Linked DNA regions of Sus scrofa: region 1 is linked to region 2. A link is a contact called in public HiChIP or PLAC-seq data. All regions are on one chromosome and are shown on one strand. Each heading gives the region's core, a stretch centred on a gene start, on an enhancer-like site or on the middle of the called end of the contact. The rest is flanking DNA. Distances are from core to core; before and after follow the strand shown. Region 1 overlaps MAPT (microtubule-associated protein tau). Region 2 overlaps KANSL1 (KAT8 regulatory NSL complex subunit 1).

Evidence for each region. HiChIP or PLAC-seq counts read pairs in DNA pulled down with a chosen protein or histone mark.
Region 1: a contact with region 2 is called in an H3K27ac HiChIP or PLAC-seq map of alveolar macrophages. The contact joins two enhancer-like sites. A contact is called at or near these places in 2 of 5 promoter capture datasets (fetal liver and liver), 19 of 47 Hi-C or Micro-C datasets (alveolar macrophages, blood, embryonic fibroblasts and 8 more) and 2 of 2 datasets of contacts at active chromatin or transcription factors (alveolar macrophages and skeletal muscle).

The regions. Positions count from the first base shown.
Region 1 is chr12:17,095,623-17,102,974 of Sscrofa11.1, forward strand. It overlaps MAPT (microtubule-associated protein tau), which reads right to left. Exons shown (of 11, transcript XM_021066819.1): 11 at 2,637-6,662. The coding sequence ends at 6,447. It overlaps KANSL1 (KAT8 regulatory NSL complex subunit 1), which reads left to right. Exons shown (of 15, transcript XM_013989925.2): 15 at 1-1,290. Among named protein-coding and RNA genes, the nearest start is that of MAPT, 110 kb to the right of the region's middle. Within about 2 kb of position 2,904, at least 12 of the 83 cell types and tissues checked have an H3K27ac peak or open chromatin away from gene starts, as enhancers often do. A contact at or near this core is called in alveolar macrophages, liver and subcutaneous adipose tissue, where this site is marked.
Region 2 is chr12:16,904,538-16,911,241 of Sscrofa11.1, forward strand. All of the region lies in intron 2 of KANSL1 (KAT8 regulatory NSL complex subunit 1), which reads left to right. Among named protein-coding and RNA genes, the nearest start is that of KANSL1, 6.3 kb to the left of the region's middle. Within about 2 kb of position 4,719, at least 8 of the 83 cell types and tissues checked have an H3K27ac peak or open chromatin away from gene starts, as enhancers often do. A contact at or near this core is called in alveolar macrophages, liver and subcutaneous adipose tissue, where this site is marked.

The DNA of each region.
Region 1 (7,352 bases), core at 1,654-4,153, 190 kb after region 2:
TCTGCACTGTTGAACCACTGGACTTGGCCGTGTTGGATGATCACCCCTCTCCCTTGCACCTGTGGGCAGGGTGGGACAGCCAGGTAGGCAGAGGGAAAGGAACCGCCAGCTCAGCACGGCCACCTCGGGTGAGGCTGGGAGAGAACAGCGTGTTCTGGGCCCTTCCCCTTCCCCTCTGTGGCTTGGCTCAGCTGTGGCCTCCCGGCGGGGTCCCCTTGGTCGTCGGCGCTGGAGCGCCCCTACCAGAGCCTCTTGGCCCAAACTGCCAACTGTTCTCACCCAGGTCTCAGCTGACAGAATGGCTTCCCCTTGTCACCCAGATCTTGGAGACCTACTGGGTTTCCTCTGCATTTGGTCATCCCTGTTTTGACTCCTTACCTGCAGTAACCTGGCTGCGGCCACTCAGGTTCTCAGTCCTGCCCCTTGGTGCCCTCTCGTCTGCTCCCTCACTCTGCACACCCACCCATACACGCCAGTCCTTCCCCATCTGGTCTCTGGAGGTAGGGTTAGGACTGTTTAACCTCTCTTCCCACACCTCTGCAGATGCTGGGGGTCTGGGACATGAGCAGCCGTCTCCCCTGTACAATTCTGTTTTCTCTGACCGAGTCATTTGGTCGTATTTCCTCCCCATCCAGTTCCCTGTCAGAGTCAATCAGGCCCTTCTTCTTTCGAGCTCCTTTGCCTGTGGAACACTGTCTGGTCCTACTGTGGTTCCCATCACTCCCCACCCCCCACCCCCCCAGGTTAACCTTGTGCCTGTCTCATGAATGATCACATCACCAAAAAGGGGGGCAAGAAGGACTTTTTTTTTTTTTTTTCCATTTTGTAATCGTATAAAAATAGTAGACAAACTGCTTAATGGTCGGGGTTTTTTCACAATTTTCAACATTAGTGATTTTTTTTTTTTTTTGATTCTGTTTGCAAGTTAAAGGTTTGTCATTGTTTCTTTAAAAAACAATAATGCACCATATCCCTATGCATAAAGTGCTTCTTCTATTTATAAGGTTGAAAATTCTGAATAACCCTTTTAGCATTGTAAAAAAAAAACCAAAAAAAAACAAAAAAACAAAAATGGAAAAAAAAAACCCTTGTATTTTGTAAATATTTTCTTTTCCTGCTTTGAGCTGTGTATTGGCAGCGGAACATGTAGCTGTCTTTGTTCTATAGAAATGCTTTTCTTCAGAGAAGCTGATCTTTGTTAATGTCTTGATTCTGTTCGCAAAGCACAGACTAGTGCTTAAAAAAAAGTAAGGAAAAATTGAAAAAAATAATAAAAAAAAAGTTACAGAATGTGGTATACCAGGCCTTTCTTGACGCTGGACATGTAATGGGGGTGGCTGAGGAGCCAGCCCTGCTGAAACAGTTCTCTAGGTCCTCTGACTTGCTCTGAACCTTAGCACCTGTCCATTCTATCTTCTGGGCACCTGCTCAGAGCCTGTCTCCATTCTTTCTTCTGGGCATCTGGCAGGGTCTTCTCGTGGTCACCAGAGGGAGGATGTGGTTTTCGTGGCGGGGGCTGGGGGTTAGGTAAGGGATGCCAGGAGGAAGGGGGGGGTCTTTGTAAATCATCTGTTTTCCTTTTTGTTGGATGAAAGTAATTGATCCATTGCTCTTAATCTCACTTGCTCTAGTGAGGCTAGCACTGTAACATTTTTATCTATTCTATATTGTTCTTTAATGGAGATCTCACTTTCCACCATTGACCTCTTCTGGGGTTGAGGTCAATGAGGATGTATATATTTTGCATGGAGCCTGAGCTGGTTCTCAGCATCTTTCTCCTGCGGAGGCTAAGTGCTTGATTTTCTTTGCACAAGATGAGTAAGTGAGCAGGTCTGGTTCTCTCTTTACTTCCTTTTTTCCTTTTCATGGCAGTGGAAGTGAAGCAGCCAGTGAGGCTGCCCATCCTGGCCATGAAAGCTATGAGTTGTGAGGTAACATTTCTGTTTGGCTGCCCTGTTGCTGCTTCTGAAATTGCAGTTAGGATCTGTTCTACTTTCATTTCTGCCTGCAGTGCCTGAAGGACATGAGGAAGAGCTGAGAAAAGTAACATTTTGAAACTGTTCATAAAAAATCAAAGGACTCAGTGTTACAACCTTGACCTAATTACTAAGGAACAATAATTAATATGGCTTTTTTATTTGTAGCATCACAGGGGCTACCTGGTTTCCCTGCCTTGATCTAGCAGACACTGTGCAATCTGCAGTAAGGCTCAAAGGAGAGAGGAAAGCAGCTCTGTAATCTAAGCCATTCATTCAGCTGATTGGCCGTGTTCTGCTTGAGCCCCAGGCCTGTAGGCTAATTTCCAGGGATAAAGAGATCTCACAGAGCCACACCAGCCTTCTCGGGTTTGAATACAGGGGTCTGGGTTTTCCAGACTGACTGCAGCCTTGTGAACACAGCCACAAGAATATTGCCGTTTGAGTCTGACCAGGGTGGTTTGCCAGCAGCAGAATGGGAGACTCAACTGAAAATGAACAAGTCTGAGAGCCCTTTCACTTTCAGGTCCCCGGAGCCAGCTGGTAAGTCCCCGTGTCCAGGTTTTAACAATATTATGATTTCCAAGAAGGCTGGGAGAGGACTTGCAAATCATACATCCTATAGCATTTTCTGATCCTTTGAATCCATGCACAGAGATCTTATTTAATCAGAGTAATAACTTTATTTCCAAATTCACTTTTACAGTAACAGTAAGTGTAAATCATTTGTTAAAACACACAGCACACCATATGGACATTCACAGACAGGAAGCTAAGCTAAGATGGTTTCATGTCCCTCCCCCCACCCTCAGTATTACCAAAGAAATCATGGGACTTGCAAGTGCCAGAAATTGTCCTGCCCAACACTGCAAATTCACAGGGCTAAGTCCGTTGGGAGGTGAGACTCAGTCCGTGCCCAGGGTAATAACCCTTTTCAAAGCTAAAGAGAAAGCAGAAGTCTCTTGGAGCCACAGAGCTGTAGATGGGACAAGCTGATGTCCTCCCCTCTCTGCCCTCATCCCCACCTCTGCTTTCCTTAGGGAACAAAGATAAAAGGGGGAAGAGATCTCAGCAGCTACAAGAAGGACAGGCTGCTGTCCAGAGCTGGTGAGAAAGGTGACATGGAGAGGCCAATAGCTCAGGACCGGATGCCGGCATCTTTGGGAGGCACGGTTGAGTGCTTGGGACTCTGCCAAAGAAAGGGCAGCAGGCCAGAGCGACCGAATCTCCAGATTCCTCCACCAGCCTCACTGCCTGCACCTGGCCGGCAGGGAGACGGGAACTAGCTGGCAGCGTATGGCACCTATCAGCGAAAAGGCGAAATCCCAAGGACCCCTAGCATGAAATCATGAAGCAAAGGGTTACTAGGCCTTGAACTGCTGCACTCCCCTGTGCCCAGCGGTAACTATCTTACAGGTTCCACCCCCCTCCCCCCAGAGCACAACAAGCAAACAGGATACAGTCTCACCACTGAAGTCAATTTAAATGGAACTATTGATAAAGTATGTGGAGAGCTTGAAGGAACCAGGCGTACAGCATATCCTATGTACCCCACCCAAGGGACACTGGAGGAAATGGGGGTGGGGAGTGCCTGGCCCTGGGGGATTGTCCTCATTATTTAAGGTTACAAGCCAGCATCCCTTTGCCAACTCCCTGCCAGCTTCGAACTGATCACCCTAAACCCTGATGTTTAGACTGATGACCAGCAGCCCATCCACCAGCCCTCTGAGGAAGGTCCCGGAAACAAGGTACCACAAGGCAGGGCATAGAAGCCGCAGGAAGAGGTGCAAGAAGAAATGCAGCCAGAATCGGCAGCAGTAGTGAGGCTGGATGGCTAACAGCTACCAAGTCTTTGCACTACATTTCCTTCTGCTTCCTCAGAACCCTTCCAAGACCAGCTGGGACTCAGGACAGAGGAAAGCCTGTGGGATATTCTGGGCCCAGATGATCCCTTGCATAGAGAGTTATGGCTGCAAATGAACCATCCAGCCCCATAGGGCTGCCTTTAACTGTACCCGAACCAGAAGCAGCAGAACTGCCCGAGGTTGCTGATTTTCTTTAAACAGCGAATTTCTAAACTGCCAGAGGCTGCTTCCCGTCCCCCTGGGAGGAGATGAGTCTGGTGCAAGGTCAGCAGGAGCTCTGGCCAAGGCTTTGGAAACGGTGTCTCCGGACTCATCACCCTTCCTCGCTCAGGCAGCTCAGGCCACTGAGATGAGTCCAGGGCAGGCAGTCCATCCCAACCCCCGCTGTGGCCGCAGGGCCCTGGGTGAGGAGGCCTGGCCATCCTTCCTGAGGGAGAGCTTGGAGCGGGACCCCAGGCTGAGGTGGCACTCGTGACACGGGGAGTTCTAAGACCCTCTCCTGGCTGCTGGGGGCCTCCAGGCTGTGATCAGAGAGGCATCTTCATGCTGCAAACTGCCCTCTGCCTGATGAAGGGGAGCCCTGGGGGTGGGGAGGAGGCAGCAGAGCGTCCGTCCTTGTCCTGTGCTTCGGGCCTTCGCAGCCGAGGGTTCTTACTCGTCAGACTCTGGACTGTTGGGTCCCAGAGGCTGACAAAAAGTCTTTCGATGCAGGGCAGAGCCACACTGGCCTTCTGGATCCGAGTCCCAGCTGGAGGGGGAGAGACATCTAGAACTCCCTTGAGGGTGGGTTAGAAACCTCTTTACAAGCATTTCAAGATACATGCGTCCTTTTTTTTTTTTTTTTTTTTTCCCCTTTTCACTACCATAGTCACTCTGGTGAATCCAAGCACAGACAGACAAATCCGACTACGACGCGACAGGGTGCAGACCGGGAGGGAGGGGTGACATCTATGTGAATGTTCAGCTGCTCCAGCAGGACAGACAGCATCACTTCCAGCTGGGATGGGAAAGAACCATTTCCGAGGGGGCACGTTTCCCTTTTTGGGGTGTGGAGGGCTGACTATATACATGGGGGGTAGAGCAGCGGCCGGGCTCTCAGAGGCTGGCAGTCACAAGCTGAGGCAGAAGTGGGGATGGAGGAAGCCCGGCCTGGCCCTGAGGGCCTTGCCTACCTGTCCCAGCGCCATCTCTGGCATCCAGGGCAGCCGACCCGCTGCTAGCTCAGCACGGGAGGGGGGCCAGGCTTCTGGGAGGAAAGGCTCACCAAGTCAACGAGTCATTGCGAACCCCACCCTGGCTCACGTCTGGGGTGGGGGCAGGGAACCGAGTAAGGTCATCAAGGGTCACTGTGAGGGACGTGCCAGCGGGATGCTTCGAACAGAAGACTGAGGGCCCCCACCCAGTGTCCAAACCTCGCCCTCCTTGACTTTCCCCCTCGATGCGGAGATGCCTCCCCATCTAACCACGTCCATTACTGAAGTGGGGGGGGAGGCTGGGAACTCGGGACAGTGACATAATGAGGGGAACAGGCAGTGACTGGGCTCCGCACAGCAGACACACAGGCAGGGCAGACAGGTGGCTGCTGCAGTGGGCGTGGGAGGGGTGAGAGGCTCAGGACCCCCCTCCCAGACCCCGCACACTCCAGAGATGCCACAGGCCCAAGCCTGGGAACAGGCGGACGTCCCCCAAGAGGCACAAGTCCTTACAAAGAGAACTGGTTAGCCCTAAGGTCCCAGATCTGTGAGGTGGCCAGAATCGTGGCTGTGGTTCCAACCTTCAGAACTCAATAAAACAGGGCTTCCTGGGGCGGAGGGAGCCCCTCAGCTCAGGACCCCCATCCTGCAGGGAGGGAGGAAGAGGCCACCACTGGGGACATGGAGCCAGTGGTCTTGGAGGAAGTCATTCACAGGATGCCACCCTCCGGCCCACTGTCCCTTCAAAGGCGTGGGGGCGGGGCTCAGAGCCCTCCACCTCCAGGCTGCCCTCCAGAGGGTGGCACGCCCACCATGGCAGACACCAAGCCACCTCCTCCCCTGTGCCCTTCCTCTCACACCCTCCCCCTGGCACAGTCCCCTCCGCAGCCTCTCCCGGCCCTGCAAGCCCCCACCCCATCCTGCTCCAAAGGTCGCCCTGTGCCTGTGCTCCACCAGTGCACCAAGTTTCCAGTCCCTTGCCACCTCTGAAACCCCCCACCCAGGACGGGCCCCAGGAGAGGTGTCCCTAGGCCCTCATGAGTCCCCAGAAGCAGCTTTCAGAGCCTCTCCCCCTCCCTCTTCCACTCAGAGGGGGGTAAAAAAAATCAAAAAGTAATTGCCCAGGGAAATTCTGGGTGTGGCCATCTTTTTAAATGTTTTTAAAAATATTTTATTATGACTGGCCCACCCATCAATTTGGAAAGATGAAATCCGCTCTTATTCCCGTCACTGATTTGGAAGTCCCAAGCCAGAGCTGAGTGACAATGCAGGTTAAGTGATTAACCGATTAACCGATCTGTGAGGAGCAGCTGGGGGAGGGCAGAGGGCGAAGGGCCAGATCATTATTCTTTTTTTTTTTCCACACTCTCACTCTCCTCTCTCTACGATTACTGACCGCCCCGGGGCCCTGATCACAAACCCTGCTTGGCCAGGGAGGCGGACACCTCGTCGGCGAGCGTGGCGAGCTGCGGGGAGTCCACCATGTCGATGCTGCCGGTAGAGGAGACATTGCTGAGATGCCTGGGGGACGTGTCCCCTGACACCACGGGCGACTTGTACACAATCTCCGCCCCGTGGTCCGTCTTGGCTTTGGCGTTCTCGCGGAAGGTCAGCTTGTGGGTTTCGATCTGCAAGAGAGGAGCGGGGGGAAGGTGAGGAGGGGAGCTGGGGACCGTGGGTGGGAGGCAGCCCAGGTGGCGACCATGATTTCATCATTTCCCAACAGCCAACACGGGTCCAGGGTGCTGGTCACTCGCCAGCCAGCCGCCCAGGTGCCCACTCCAGAGGCATGACCAGTGTGAGTGTCTTGGGTCCCCTTCCAGAGAGGCCACACATGCAAACGTGTGTGTGAGTACAGAGAGGAAAGAGAAAAAAACCACCTATAATCCATATGGTAACAACACCCACGTGCTTTGCACTTTCCATCCCAGGTAACAGCTCCCTCAGCTGGTTGACCCTGCGGAGGGCTGTGTGGTTTCCCATCGTAGCAGATGTGCCAAAATGTATCTAGTCCCCTGTGGGTAGTTAACTGAGGTTGTCCCAGTCTCCTGCTCTCCCAGACAATGCTGTGTATGAGTAACCTTGAATAACCTTGTAGGTACATCATTTCACACATACTCTTAAGTGTATCCTAGAAGTGGAATTGCTAGTGGGTCCAAAGGCACGCATATTTTCTTAATGCACACACCTTGCCAAATTACAAATGAAAATGTTGAGGAGTTCCCATCATGGCTCAGTGGTTAACAAATCTGACTAGCATCCATGAGGACGCAGGTTCAATCCCTGGCCTTGCTCAGTGGGTTGAGGATCCGGCGTTG
Region 2 (6,704 bases), core at 3,469-5,968:
TGGATTGTGGGAAATTTTTAGGTAATATAGACCGAGTTATCATCTTCATTTGTGTTCTGACTGCTATTGTTGGAATAAGGAGAGCTTATATTAATATGAAGGAAGCCAGAGTGACACAGTTTTTCCAGCTACTCTCCCTGTAGAGTTGGAGGGTTGCATGGGGAACCAAGCCAGAAGTCCTGAACCCATATGAATTGGAGGACCGTGTACAGAATATTTCTCTTTGGTATTGAGTGTTTAGTGCCAGGACCTGGCAGCCTCTGTTACTTTTAGGAAGAAGGCAAGGGGATATCAACAGTACTAGTCCCTAGAAACCCAAGGAACTGGGGATCAATACGTTAGATTTTATTTTACAGTCACCTTGGTTTTAACTAATAAATTAGATACATAGAGGCCTGCTTTTCTATGCATGTATCTGTAGCTATGATAGCTATAGCTATGTATAGTGATTAAAATTTTACCTCTAAACCTCTGAACCTGGGATAAGTTCGACAGTAACCCTTGAAATTGTAGCAAAGGCCTGTGGCATGACAGGAATACAGAGTGAAGGCAGTGTCCATACCCTGTGAGTTATCACTTGTTAACTACTTGTTAATGATGTGGCTGCCTTAACTTATTCTTTGATCAGTGGAAGACCTCTTTGAGTCTAAATACATTTTTTATTTGCTAACATTTTTCCTCTCTTTTATGACTTAAAAACCTTTAAAGCTGTAATGTTTGGTTGGGCAAGGGGAAAAAGGAGCTTTTTAAGGATAAGAGGATGGCATTGAATTTGCAGGATGAAAATAAAAGAGAAGGAACTTTTTTCAGTTGTGAATACTTCTAAATTTTCTAAATGTGTTTTCAGATTGCAGCTACTTATTTTTATGTTAGAAAAAAGGTATACTCTGGAGCCAAATACTCATTTTTATAGTTCTTATGCTTTGTTTCTTATCATCTCATTCATAATGAACTCTATCCGGCATTACTCAAGGCTAGACCCAAAGTGTGTGCTGTTTTTGTTTCCAGGCTTAGAGAAAATAGTGCCAATACTCATCCTTTTCAAGAACCAAAGTACAAAGGAAACATAAGAAAAACAACTCCAAAAAAACTCCTCAATTTAAGGCACTCTTGTTAATTATGGATTCCCAGGAAATTAGTTACCCTTTTCTTTATATCATGGGTCTGCAGCTTCTTTATTGCTGGGCCATGACTAAGCAGTATCAGTGATGTTTGATGTTCTTAGGTCAGTTGTCAGGATTAGGGCATGGATGAGATGGGAGAAGAACAGAGAGGAGGAGAATTAGGTGCATTGGTGAAGGAGCAAAGAAGATGAGATGGAGAAAGGAGATGGATGTCCTTGGTGTGTGATATGGTGCTGCCATCAGCTGTCTCAGATAGCTCTTTGGGACTGCTGGTTGCCTGTGTGCTAGACTGAACTGTAATGAAAGCAAGTAAAAAGTATTCTTGACAAACAAAAGATGAATAAAGATAATTCAGTGTATAGGAAAGACCCAAATATACAGTTAAGTAAAAAAGATCAAATGTGCGGGATATGTTACCTTGTGTTCTTGAAAAGGAGGAAAGAAATTTGTATGTGATTTTTTTTTTTTTTTTTTTTTAGGACACACTGCAGCATATGGAGTTCCAGGCTAGGGGTCCAGTGGAGCTACAGGCTCACCTACACAGAGCCAAGAAGCGGGATCTAGCCAGTCGCTACCACAAGTCATGGCAATGCTGGATTGTTACCCACTGAGCGGGAAGATCGTACCCGCCTCAGGTTCCTGTGGATTCGTTACCACTGGCCAACAATGCGGACACCAGTATGGCTTTTGATATGCATTAAAAAAAAAAAATTGTGGGAGTTTCGTTTGCTCATGGTTATTGAATCAGATGTATCATGAGACATGGGTTAATTCATGCCTTGTCGTGGTTAGGATTGGTGTTGCCATTGTGTGGTTGCAGAGTGGCGGGATCCATGTTGCCTGCTGTGCGTAGTGCCAGCGGCTACAGCTCGATTCGCCCCTAGCTGTAACCTCCATATGCATGTGTGGCCCTAAAGAAAAGACAAAAAAACCAAAAATGTAGAAGAATAACAAGAAAATGGTGACATTGATTATCGTTAAGTCTAGGATGGCAGAAGAACGAGTGGAAGGAATTTTTTTATTTTTTTACCTCTGTGTTTGTATCAAATAAAGATTAATACAAATTAAAAAAACCTTCGTCTTCTTCTTTTCTTCTATGTCTGGAGTAAGAATTCAAGGGCCACAGGAGCGAACTGAAGTGCTTGAAGGAATGCACATACAAAGGGCACTATAATGTAATCTAGGGCACATATTCTCCTAGGATGTTGAGGAATTTTGAGTTTGTAGATGTATATTTCTAGTATTGAATTGCAAGGTCAGGCATTAAAAAATTTCACTTGCTCTTAAAATGCTAGTAAAAAAAGATTTTCATTGTTTATTCCCTCAAGTTGGCAATTAGATACACTGTCACATCTTTGGTTGTGTGATTTGGGTCAATTTTAAGAAATTTTAAGAAAATCTCTTTGAGATTCAGAGTCCACCTTTGTTTTTTGTTTTTTGTGGGTTTTTTTGTCTTTTTGTCTTTTTAGGGCCGCACCCCAGCGTATGGAGGTTCCCAAGCTAGGGGTCTAATCGGAGCTACAGCTGCTGGCCTATGCCAGAGCCACAGCAACGCGGATCCTTAACCCACTGGGATCCTTAAGCACAGGGATCGAACTCGCAACCTCATGGTTCTTAGTCAGTTTGGATTCATTTCCGCTGCGCCAAAATTGGAACTCCCAGAGTCCTCCTTTGTCCTGGAAATAAAATTAGCATTTACATATCCACAGCAATAATAGGATTGTTGTGGGTATTATATCTGCAAAGGACATGGTGTCTGGCTTAGTGAACTACTACTGGTATTAAAATAATTACTACAGATAGCAGTTCCTGATAGCTGGTGATAATAGTGAGGGCTCGGCTGATGCTGGGCAAATTTCTTGACCCCTTAGAGACTTGGTGTCCTCATCTGTAAAACGGGTGTAATTCTAGTACCTAGATCCTAGGGTGGATTTTCTAAAGACTAAATGAGTTTGTTGATGGGAAATGCTTAGAATAATACTTGGTATGGGCTCAGTAAACACGAGCTGCTAATTTTCTTCCTGACATCTGTTTGCTAGGGCTGCCATAACAAAGTGCCACAAACTAAGTGGCTTAAACAACAGAAATGTATTTTCTCCCGGTGCAGGAGGCTAAAAGTCTGAGGGCAGGGGCATTCTTCATCTGAAGGTATGGGGCAGGATCTCTAACCATTCTTCTAGTATCTGCTAGTCCCTGGCTTGTGGCAGCATAACATAGAGTTCCCCCTGTGTATATGACTTTTTTTTTTTTTTTTTTTAATTTCTCCTTTTTCAGAAGGACAATAGGAGTGCCCACAGTGGCTTAAGAATCTGAATGCAGCACTCTGATCCCTGCAGAGGCACAGGTTTGATTCCCAGCCCAGCACATGGGTTAGAGGATCTGGCATTGCTACAGCTGTGGCTCAGATTCAGTTCTTGACCCAGGAACTCCCATATGCCATGGGTGCAGCCACAACAAAATAAATAAAAACAAATAAAAAGGACAGTAGTCATACTGGATCAGGGCCCATCCTGATGATCTCATTTTAGCCTGATTACCTCTGTAAAGACACTTTCTCCAACTAAGGTCACATTCTGAGGTACTAGGGGTTGGGAGTCCACAGTTCAGCCCATAACAACATCCATTAGCCTTGTCAGCCCCACAGATTCATATCTGGGTAGCAGACTTCACAGCTAATGGAATGAATTGTGGCAATTGTCGCATATTTAAGAATAGGTTTTTCTTTAGTTTCTCAACATTTGTCTTTTTTAAGTATTTTTTATTTTGGTAGTTCTCATGGTGCAGCAGAAATGAATCTGACTAGTATCCATGACGATGCAGGTGCAATCCTTGGCTTAGTGGTTAAGGATCGTGTTGCCTGAGTTGGTGTAGGTTAAGACTGTTTGGATCTGCATGCTTGGCTGTGGTATAGGCCGGCAGTTGTAGCTCTGATCGACCCCTCCGACACCACATGTGCACCCTATGCACCATATCTGCGAGTGTATCCTAAAAAAAAAGTATTTTTTATTTTTTAATTGAATATGTTGATTTACAATGTTAGTGTCTATTGTACAGCAAAGTGATATACACTGAATCACTTTTTCACATTTTTTTCTTATAGTTTATTACAAGATATTGAATGTAGTTCCCTGTGCTGTATAAGACCTTATTGTTAAACTGATTGTCTCTAATACATAGATTTTTGTTATTGGCACCTTTAGATTTACATAAAAATGAAAGCTTTAAGAAGGTAATGTTTTCTTATTGAGCTATCTGTAAATTCTATCTGGAAAAGTTAAGGTCAAGATATACCATCAGTTCTCTATGTCTTCATGCTTTGTAGAAACTGATGGAACTTTTGGGATTTCCTTACTATGTAATTTTAGGCCAGGTATCTGTCTCTAGGGTTTGGGAACTAAGGATACTCAGTAATATGGAATTAACACCCCCTCTGCTTGTGAATAAAGAGATGTTTTATATTCCAGTCAGATGTCATATTTGAGAAAACTGGCATGGTTATCCCTCCAACATTAAAACTCTCTGAGGGGCTAGACTGTATGGGTTATTCCAGAAATATCAGGCCTTGAGGAAGTCCGGCCTCTGGCCTAACTACTTGGCTGGCCTTCTGCTTCCATTCCCCTCGCTACTTGCCTTTAGGTAAAGTTCAACCTTTTCCCACGTGGGCACAGAGACCCATGATGATCTGCCTGCTTCCCGACCCTTCTGTTTTGTTTTTAATTCTTACTTTTCTCCACTGGCCTGTATGCACTTTCGTTTCATGGTTTCCTCTCCTGAAACTAGTGTAAGACTTTAAAAAGTTGTCATTTAGGTAAACATTTTTCTAAAAGTTATTACCTGCTTTCTCTGCCTCCTTAAGAAGCACTGAACAAAAAAATTTATCTTTTAATAATATCCAAAATTACGGAAGAGCCTCACTATGCCCATCACTTATGTACTGTGCCAAGAGGCAGTGAGGCTTGGCCGTTGTAAAATATTACCTGTGTGGTTGGGGATTGCATGTATTACGTGTTCTCAGGCTCGTCTTTATATCCTTTTGTCTTTTTGTTATTACTTTCTTGATTCCTACCTTAGTGGTCAGGCTATTACTGGCCTTGTTCTAGTTTCCAGCAGCTCTCTATTTTAATGCCTTCTTTCTTGGTAAATTAGGATACCAGTATAGTTAAGTGTGTATAAATTATTTGCCAGAAAGAGTAAATAGATCTTTAATGATGGCTAGAGGGACTTTTCTTTCTTTCTTTTCTTTTCCTTTTTTTTTTTTTTGTATTGTCTTTGCCTTCTTTTCTTCCCAAGCAATTTATTTATTTATTTGATTTTTATTATTCCATTATAGTTAGACTTTTCTTGGATAAAACCTTCTATGGAAGAATGGTGTTGGATAGTTTGGTTTTGATAGTCTGATGTAATGATGTAGTTTTTGCCTGTGTGCATTTTATGGAGAGGAAAGTTCATTGCTTTCATCAGACTTTTACAGTGGGTCTGGGACTGCTCTAGATAATATGTGTTATAAAATTTCTTGCTAGTTTGTCCTCAGAGACTAGTTCCTAAGTTCGTCTGCTTTCTTCCTGTCCTGAAGTGAAGGAGTTCATAGTACTGGGAAACTGTTTGGACTGTGGGAGGGAGGGCCATTCTGTTAGGCCAGAGAGAGTGCTGACCAGGCTGAGGCAGAGCACCAGTGCTAGGGGCTGGAGTTGGGGAGAGAAGTCAGGTCGTGAGCAGGAGAGCAGTTCTGGGCATTGTTGGCTGGTTTGCTCCAGAGGACGAAGAGAGTAGCCATAGTAAATTCTGGAAGCTCAGAGAATATATTCAAGTACTTGAAGAAATTGAAAAATAAGTCTTTGGAAAAAATTATTTTTATTCTGAACAGTCTAGTGATGTTAGTTTTTGCTAGATTTTTCTTTTCTTGCTTAGAAATCATCTTGTGAAATATTTGCAGCCTAGATCATAATTTAATGAGGTAGCCAGATAAGAGTGAAAACAGGAGTAAAAGAATTAAATAAAGAATATAAATTGGAGTTCCCGTCATGGCGCAGTGGTTAACGAATCTGACTAGGAACCGTGAGGTTGTGAGTTCAGTCCCTGGCCTTGCTCAGTGAGTTAAGGATCCAGTGTTGCCGTGAGCTGTGGTGTAGGTTGCAGATCCCGAGTTGCTGTGGCTCTGGCATAGGCTGGCACCTACAGTTCTGATTGGACCCCTAGCCTGGGAACCTCCATATGCCGAGGGAGTGGCCCTAGAAAAGGCAAAAAGAAAAAAAGACCAAAAAAAGAGTATAAATTAACATTATAATTCTGAAAGCATCTTACTACCTAGAGTTGGAGGCTTTCTTCAGAAGTTACACAGCTGCCTTGCTTACAAAGGAAAACCCTTCCCCCAATGACTTTGCTTCTTAGGTCATGGAGCACAGAATCTGTCAGGGAAGAGACTTCCTGGGCCCAATCCTGTCCCTGTCTTTGTTTCTTCTCACACTAGGTCACCCCTCTTGTCTCCTGAGCTATTTCTCCCCACTAGTAGGGATCTCTGGCTGCCATTTGTCCTTTTTCCCAACCCATTTTCACTCTTCCATTCCTATTGGCTCTTGGCCC